Linked DNA regions of Rattus norvegicus: region 2 is linked to region 1. Evidence: chromatin contacts called from public Hi-C data. All regions are on one chromosome and are shown on one strand. Each heading gives the region's core, a stretch centred on a gene start, on an enhancer-like site or on the middle of the called end of the contact. The rest is flanking DNA. Distances are from core to core; before and after follow the strand shown.

Evidence for each region. A called contact is a pair of places that touch in the nucleus more often than the background predicts.
Region 2: a contact with region 1 is called in a Hi-C map of liver, with 3 times the contacts expected there. The contact joins the promoter of Myo15b here to the promoter of Slc25a19 in region 1. A contact is called at or near these places in 5 of 12 Hi-C or Micro-C datasets (frontal cortex, kidney, liver and 1 more).

What each region holds. Positions count from the first base shown.
Region 1 is chr10:101,364,226-101,368,335 of GRCr8, reverse strand. Slc25a19 (solute carrier family 25 member 19) reads left to right here and starts at 1,985. Exons shown (of 7, transcript NM_001007674.1): 1 at 1,985-2,017.
Region 2 is chr10:101,586,008-101,590,117 of GRCr8, reverse strand. Myo15b (myosin XVB) reads right to left here and starts at 2,446. Exons shown (of 63, transcript NM_001402394.1): 1 at 185-2,446. The coding sequence starts at 2,232.

The DNA of each region.
Region 1 (4,110 bases), core at 736-3,235:
GCATCAGAACACACAGTGGAAAGAAACTGGAATTGGCCCTGACTTGAGGTTTTCCCGTTTCTGAGTGCTGGGATCTTCCTCTGATCGTGTCTGCCTGGAGAAATCTTTATGAACCTTTGCCTAGGCGTGGTCCACTCCTCCCGCCCTGGCAATATGACTAGAGTTCATTTAAATTAAAAACTTCTGGCCTGGAGAGATGGCTCAGCGGTTAAGAGCACTGACTGCTCTTCCGGAGGTCCTGAGTTCAATTCCCAGCAACCACATGGTGGCTCACAACCATCTGTAATGGGATCTGGTGCCCTCTTCTGGTGTCTGAAGATATAGCTACGGTGTATTCATATACATAATAAAGAAATTAAAAAACAAAACAAAACAAAACAAAACAAAAAAAACTTCTAGGCCAGGCATGACGACTCAGATCGGAAGTGAAGGAAGGAAGACCAGGGGTTATGGGTCATTCACAGCCACGTAAAAAGTTTGAGGACACATGAGAACCTATTTTAAAAAAAGAATTAGTTCCTGATACTTGAAGGCTGGCTCTGGAGATGACTCAGTCGGTAAAGAAGCTTGCTACCTAGATTGACAACTAAATTCAGTCTGTAAGACACTGTGGAAGGAGAGAACTGATTCTTGCAAGCTGTCCTCCGACCTCTCCTTCCCTCCTTCTGTACCATGACCACACACACACACACACACACACACACACACACACACACACACTCCACACACAAATTGATCTTTAAAAATTCTTGCCACTTCTGCTACCTGGAGGACAAACTGAGAAAAGCTATCTAGAGATTCATTACTGCTCAGCCAGCTGTTTCTTGAGGTGTATTTAAAAAAAAACCAAAAACGGGTTACAGTGATGGCTCAGTGGTTAACCGCACTGATGGTTCTTCCAGAGGTCCTGAGTTCAATTCCCACTCTTCTGGTGTGTGTCTGCAGTGTACTCATATAAATAAAAATAAATAAATCTTTTTAAAACATTGCATCAAGGGCTGAAGAGATGGCTCAGCAGTTAAGAGCACCGACTGCTCTTCCAGAGGTCCTGAGTTCAATTCCCAGCAGCCACACGGTGGCTCACAACCATCTGTAATGGGATCTGATGCCCTCTTCTGGTGTGTCTGAAGACAGCTACAGTGTACTTACATATAATAAATAAATAAATCTTAAAATAAAAAGATGAAATAAAGAACTTTAAAAAAAGAAATTGCAGCAAATGGCTTAGATCTCAGATCAGTTAAACTTTTTGTTTGTTTTAGGGGACAGAGAGTCTCACGTAGCTTAGGCTGTCCCTGTATCAGGGGATGACGTTGGACTACTGATCATCCTTCTGGTGCCTAAGTTTCCTCAGGGGTACAACCCCCTTAAAGGTTCTTTTTTTTTCTTTTTTTTTTTTTTCCGGAGCTGTGGACCGAACCCAGGGCCTTGCGCTCTACCACTGAGCTAAATCCCCAACCCCCCCTTTAAAGGTTCTTATCCCCGAGGTCTAACCTCGACCCAACTCCAGTCCTCCAGGCTAGTAATACCAGGTTTCCCGCCATCTTTTCCAAGTTTAAATTATATGGATTCTGAGACTACATTGATTTGAAAAAAAAAAAAAAATGGGTCAAGTTTGTCGGGAACCTAACATCCCACCCCCTCCGCCGACCTCAGAGGATAGGGCCAGTGGTAGAGGCCTCCTAGGTCGTAAAAGCCAGCTTCACCATCCGTATTTACGACGTCGGGAATGCGCACGCGCACTCTGTGGGACTACTCCTCCCAGGAGTCTCTACGCTCCTTCCCAGGGGGAAGGGCTTCGAAGCGGAAGACTACATTACCCAGAAGTACCTCGGAGGTGACATTGGATGGGCCCTCCGACCTACAAACGATTCGCCCAGCGGCGGCCAGAAGCTGCGCAGTGATTGGCCCAGCAGCCTGTCAGTTACTGGCAAGTGCAGTTAAGTTTTGCTGTTGGGCTATACTGAGAGGTACGGAGAGCTGAGCTGGAGGAGTCCGGCCGAGCCTAAAGTATCAGGTGAGTGGACCTCTGGCTTTGCTCTCTTCCTGGTACCCTCGAGGGCCGGTACCCCCACTCCGTGTGTCCGAACACAGAAGGGCAGGTATCCACTGGGGCGGGGACGGATGCTCACGTGGCACACCTGACCCCAGGAGCATCTTCAGAGGCACTGAAGGCGAATCCCTCCCAGCGCAGCCACCATCGTTGGCATTTGTACATGGGGTGTCCACTGCCCCGGAGTCACGGAGACCCCAACCCCCGGTACGCCTGGACAGTGTACTCACGCGGGGCCGATTGCAGAGCTCCTCAACAGAGCACATGGGCTCTCGGTTACTCACCGAAGGACACCTGTCCACCCGACAGTGGAGTCCGATATAAAAAAGGGACAGGCAGGGTGAAGAAACTCGCTTGCACCCCATCACTGTCACTCAGGTCAGCAGCCGTCCTCTCTCAATCCTGCATTTCTATTTATTTATATTATACATCATTTTTATCTGTTTAGATATCAAGATTATTAGTGCGCGAAGATTTCTGAATAAACAGGAGATTAATTTTTCCCTCTACTTATTTTTGTTATTGGTTTGCGTCTGTGTAACCCAGGCTAGACTCAAACTTGTATTATTAAGGATGACCTTGAACTCTTGGTCCTCCTGCTTCCAACCTCCCAAGGACTGGGACTACTGACTACACTGCCTTGCTGGTTTGTGCTTCTCATGGAGACCAAACCCAAATGTAATACTTTCTTTTACAATACTTTGCCCGGGTTGTAAAAAATGTTTGTGTCTTTGTAGTTTTCTGGAAGACAAACATTTTTAAAGCTTTTTAGGTGTGTATGACTTAACTGGTTTTTGTCACTTAATTTGATGAGTGGTTTGAACCAAGGCAGTCAGATGTCATCTCCCCCTTCCCGCAAGGGAAAGTCGAGTTGGTATTTTATTTCGTTTAAAAGACTATTTACTTTTATTTTGCTGTGAATGAGCATTTTGCCAGCATGTATTTCACCACACGCAGCCTGGGGCAGGAGACGGCCAGAAAGAGTTTCAGATCCCCAGAGATTGGAATGAAGACTGCTGTGAGCCTTCTTGTGGGTACTGTGAATAAGACCTAGGTCGTCAGAAAGAGCAACAGTCAGAGTCTGGTGGTGGTGGCACATTGCCTTTAATCCCAGAACTCAGGTAATAACCCATGGACAGGTGGGTCTCTGGGTTCAAGGCCAGCCTGCTCTGCAAGTTACAGGGCATCCAGGGCTATAGAGAGAAACCCTGCCTCGAAAAAACAGTGAACAACAAAAACAAAAGAGCAGTAGGCAATGCCCTTAACCACTGAGCCATCACTCCGGCCCTGGAGCTGACGTTTTAAAAGCTGCCTGTGGTTTATGAGAGAGCCAGGGCTTGAACACCAGTTTTATTTTATTTACATTTATTTTCGTGCTATGGTGTATGTGTGTGTACGTGCACAGGCGCACGTGTACAGGGTGCCCTCACCCACTAAGCCATCTCTGTAGTCACAGGCTTTATTTATTTATTTATTGGTGACAGTGGGTTTATAAACTCAGGGCTTTGTGCATAAAAGCCATGGACACTATGATCAAACACGCATGCTTCCCCTTGTGGCGCTGGGGAGTAGAGCCCAGGGTCTTGTACATGCTTGGCTAGCACTTTGCTTTTTTGTCTGAATTTCCTGGCATGAGACCTTTTATAGCCCAGGCTAGCTCCAGGTCCTCTTGCCCTTGTCTCCTGTGTGCTAGGTTATAAGCGCGTGGCTTTCCTTTTACCCTTCATGTTAAGACGGGGTCGCCCGGTATAGTCCAGGCTGGCTCTCACACTGTCTCAGTCTCCCTAGGAGTCAAAACCCAGTCTTCTGGAGCTGTATCTGGCAATGCAGAACAGCTCATTTCTAGAAATCCGGACACGACAGGCTCTCCCACCTTGCGCTTGGTCTCAGTGGTGCAGCTCCTGGCTGGGCTTGCAGGCAGAGTTGATAGTTTCTCCGCTTCTGTGGCAAAGGAGCCAGGACACTGCCGCTCTGCTCTCTCTTCTTCCCTCCTAGACAGCAGGAAACATGAAACTGTGAAGGACTGAGCAGCCCAGTCACCCCTAGGAGGTTCAGGG
Region 2 (4,110 bases), core at 1,197-3,696, 220 kb before region 1:
CAATTGATAGTAAGGGCAGGGCTGGAGATTTGGAAGGGACCTTGCACCCCAAATCTGTCTTTCTCTGAGACAAAAATCCTCTGTTGATTCAGTAAGGGTTCATACGATTTTGAAAGGTCTGAGGGCCGGATGAATTATGAGAAACTATGAACTAGGGCAGCAGATTTGGCATTGTGTCCCTCACCGCAGCCTGGCGAGGTCCTCAATGTCTTCCAGGCCCTCTGGGAGACTCCTGATCTTAGTCCCCAGAAAGGGTGGCATCTCCAGGTCTCTCTGGAGGCTCAACTCCAGGTCCCTTTCCAGCGCTGCCTCAGCGTCATCTTCTGGCTCCCACCGCTCCCTTGGTGACCTGCAGGGGCTATTCTGCCGCAGGCGAGTCTCCAGGGTGAGCTGAGGCAGCAGAGTATCAGCGTCAAGCTCAGGGTCTTCGCAGGGATTAGAGTCCTGTGCCCAATGCAGCCCAGTCTTAGATTCCAAGGTCTCTGGCTCTGCTTCGCTCCGGTTCTCATCCGGTGGGGTCCCACAGGGGGCAGACGGGAAAAAGCAGGGAGCCTGACAGGACCTGACCACTCCTTCTCCATTAGCCTCTTGTTCCTCCCTATCCTCGGCAGCCCCAGCAGGAGACGAAACGCGGCCTTCTGCAGTGGGGGCGTCCGTGGATGCTTCTGAACTGCTGCTGCCCGACTCCTTCCCCGCATTATGGATCCGGGGGAAGACCACGGCGAATTTGGGATCTGGAGCTGGATCCTCGATGGCTGAAGCATCTTCAGAGACTGAGCTACTCACAGCCTGTGGAGGGCTCGGACCACCGCTAGGGGGAGCCCGCGGCGTTCCCCGGAGCCCCACCAGGCGACAGGCCAGGCGTAGCGCCAGCCAGCGCCGTGGCCGGGACGCCCCGCCCCGCGCCTCGAGCGCCCTCTGGCGGCCGCGCTCCTCGCGCTCCCGCGGGCTCGCGCTGCGCGCCTCGGCTCGACGTCGCTCCACCCGCAGTCGCAGCCAGCGCAGGAAGCCCAGGGCTGGTGCCACGCGCTGCAGCCGCGCCTTGAGACCCACGGGGACGCCACTGGCAAGCTGAGGAGACCCGAGGGCTGGGGGCCTCGGGCGCAGCCTGCGGAGCACTACGAGCGCGGCCAGCGGCGTCCGGTCCTGGGGTCCTGGGTCCCCTGCACCCACTCGCTTTCTGGCTCCCGCGTCACTCTCGCCCACAACCACTTGCACCTTCCTCGCCAGCTCTCCGACCTGGAGGCGCTGAGCCCCGGGAGCCTCCTCCACCGTCTCAGGTTCAGGGCCCGGCAGCTCAGCCTTTGGCTGCGCCTCGACGTCACTGGTGTCTACGGTCGCGCTAGAGTCCCGAGGACTCTGAGAGCCCCTGGGAATGCTGGAGGCTGCAGCTTCCCTGCCCAGGTCTGTCTCCTGGGACTCAGGGATCTTTTGTGAGAGACATCTGTGCCCAGCAGACCCGGGGCTCGAGTCTGTATCTGTCTGGGAATCGTCACTCGCTCTCTGAGACCCTGTCCCCGATGACCCTTCCCTGCTCTGGAAGTCCAAGGTGTGTCCTTCGCTGCCTGGATGGTTGCTATCAGGGCATTTGCCCTGCACCAGAGTTAGCTTGGGTCCTATAGTTGGGGCGCCTTCTGAGTTGGTATCGGAAGGCTCCATCTTGGGTGGCTGCTCCGGGGCTCCACCGCCCTGGCTGCTGCTGTCCTGGGCTTCGCGGGCTTCACTGTCCAAGCACGAGCTGCCACCATCTCCGCTCGACGCGTCCCCATCCCTGCCAGGCGTCTTTCCATGGCCTCGTCGAGTCGAAGGTCCCCGATCCTTTCCTCTCTTGCGGCGGCCGCGCTTGACTGTCCTCTCTTCTTCCCCGGGGATTCTCTGTTCCTCCCGGTGCTCCCCACAACTGTTCTCGGACTCGCGGCTCTCCGTGGGTCCGTGTCCCAGACGCTGAGAGCTGCCCTGCCTCTCCTGGGTCTCCTGAGATGTCCCAATTTCTGCACTTCTGCAGCGGTGGTTCCCCTCTCCGGTGGGCTTTCTGCGGCCTCCGGTGGTCTCTTTGCCTGCGGGGTCCTCAGATTCCGTAGCGGGCTTGGTCTTGTGGGCTTTGCCGCGGTCAGGCCTGCGGTCTCTGCTTGGGGCGCAGTCGGCGCTGGCGGACCCGGACTCCCGCTCGGCTGAGGCTGGTCTCCCAGGTCGAGCCCGGCGCTGATGTGTTTTGCCCTTGCTTCCGCCCATCCCGATGTCCTGATCCTTTTGCTCTCTAGTCTGACTGCCCACGGGTGCCCTGAAGTCTCGGTTGCTAGACGTTTTCTGCTCTCGCAGGGTTATGGGCTCAATCTGTCCCGGTCCTGGAGTCTCCCCTCCTGGGCAGCAGCGTAAATAATGCAGGAGGCAGCGGGTCCTGACCCCTGTGGCCAACAATGGAGTGATACTAGAGGAAAGAGGAGACGCTGGGGCTGCGGACAAAGGCCGTGGACAGGGCAAGGACGCCAGGACTCCTTGCCAGACAGGTCAGCCTGGCACTAGGCCAGACTGAGGAGGCCAGGCTCTACTTCATCCTCACTATAGGTCTACCAAGAGGGGCGGAACCAAGCTATTTTACGTGAGGGCTTCTCCAGGAGACAGGGATTGTCTGTGCCCAGCCGGGGTCGGGGACACTTGGGCATTCTTTTCTACTGTGAAATAATAACTTACCAAAAAGCGGATACGTATACACCTTGAACTGGGGTAAAGCCTGTGCGTCCCTTTGGAGTCATGGACGGAAAGTAGACTCAAGGAGGGTAGGAATCAAATCCAGTCCCCTAGAGGAGCAGCCAGTGTTCTCCAGCGCTACTCAGCCGGCTCTCCAGCCCCCAGAGCAACTAACCATTAGTAGCAGGAGACCTTCGTGGACCTTCTTCCCCCAGGCTGAGGAGGGCCCTGTGGATTCCAGGCAGGTCCTCTGTTAACAGAACTACATACCTAGCCCTCCCCACTGCTTTTCTCAAATAGCAATCATCACATCTTTGATATACCTCATTGGCTACAGTACTGCCACCGAGATTAGCACACAATGCTGTTTCATTCAATGGTTTGCCTAGGAGCTATGTATGTATGTATGTATGTATGTATGTATGTATGTATGTATGTATGTATGTATGTGTATGTATTTCAATACAGGGTTTGTGTAGTCTTGGCTGTCTTGAAACTCTCTCTGTAGACCAGGCTAGCCTCGAACTCAGAGATCCGTCTACCTCTGCCTCCCGAGTGCTGGAATGAAAGGCCTCCCCTCCACTCACTGCCTGGCCCTGAGGTTTGTGACGCATGCATGCAAAGCTTCTCTCTTCTGCCTTTTCAGTTGTACAGTGTCCTGATGAATTCATGCACTGTAATCTAACCAGTTGTTATTGATAGATTTTTGTTTGCTTTAAGACAGGGTTTCACTGTGCAGTTCTGGCTGTCCTGGAACTCACTGTATAGACCAGTCTAGACCAGACTGTCTGCCTGTCCCTGCTTCCTGAGTGCTGGGATCAAAGGCATCCACCCCCACCGCCTGGTTACTGGTAGATTTTTAGTTGTATTTGTGTGTATGCGTGTACACTCATACCTCAGTCCTTGAGTATGATCAGAGAGTAGACAGCTTGCAGGGGTCAGTTCTCTCCTTCCACCCTGTGTGGCCTGGGGATTGAACCCAAGCTGTCAGGCTTGGTGGCAAGTGCCACTGGACTAACTTGTATGCCCTTTGGTGGATATTATTTATTTACTTTTTGTTTTAATTTTTATTTTTTGAGACCGGGTCTCTTTACATAGCCATGGCTGTCCTGGAACTTACAATGTAGACCAGGCTAGCCTGGACTGCCTCCCAAGTGAGTGCTGGGACTAAAAGCCTGTGTTAGTTCTGATGGATTTCTTTTTTTTTTTTTTTTTTTTCCCGGAGCTGGGGACCGAACCCAGGGCCTTGCGCTTCCTAGGTAAGCGCTCTACCCAGCCCTCTGATGGATTTCTTTCCTTTCCTTTCCTTTCCTTTTTCTTTTCCTTCCTTCTTCCTTCTCTCCTTTCTTTCTAAAACTGAAGTTTCTGGGCTATGGTGGCGGCACATGCCCATAGTCCCAGCACTCAGAGGCAGAGGCAAAG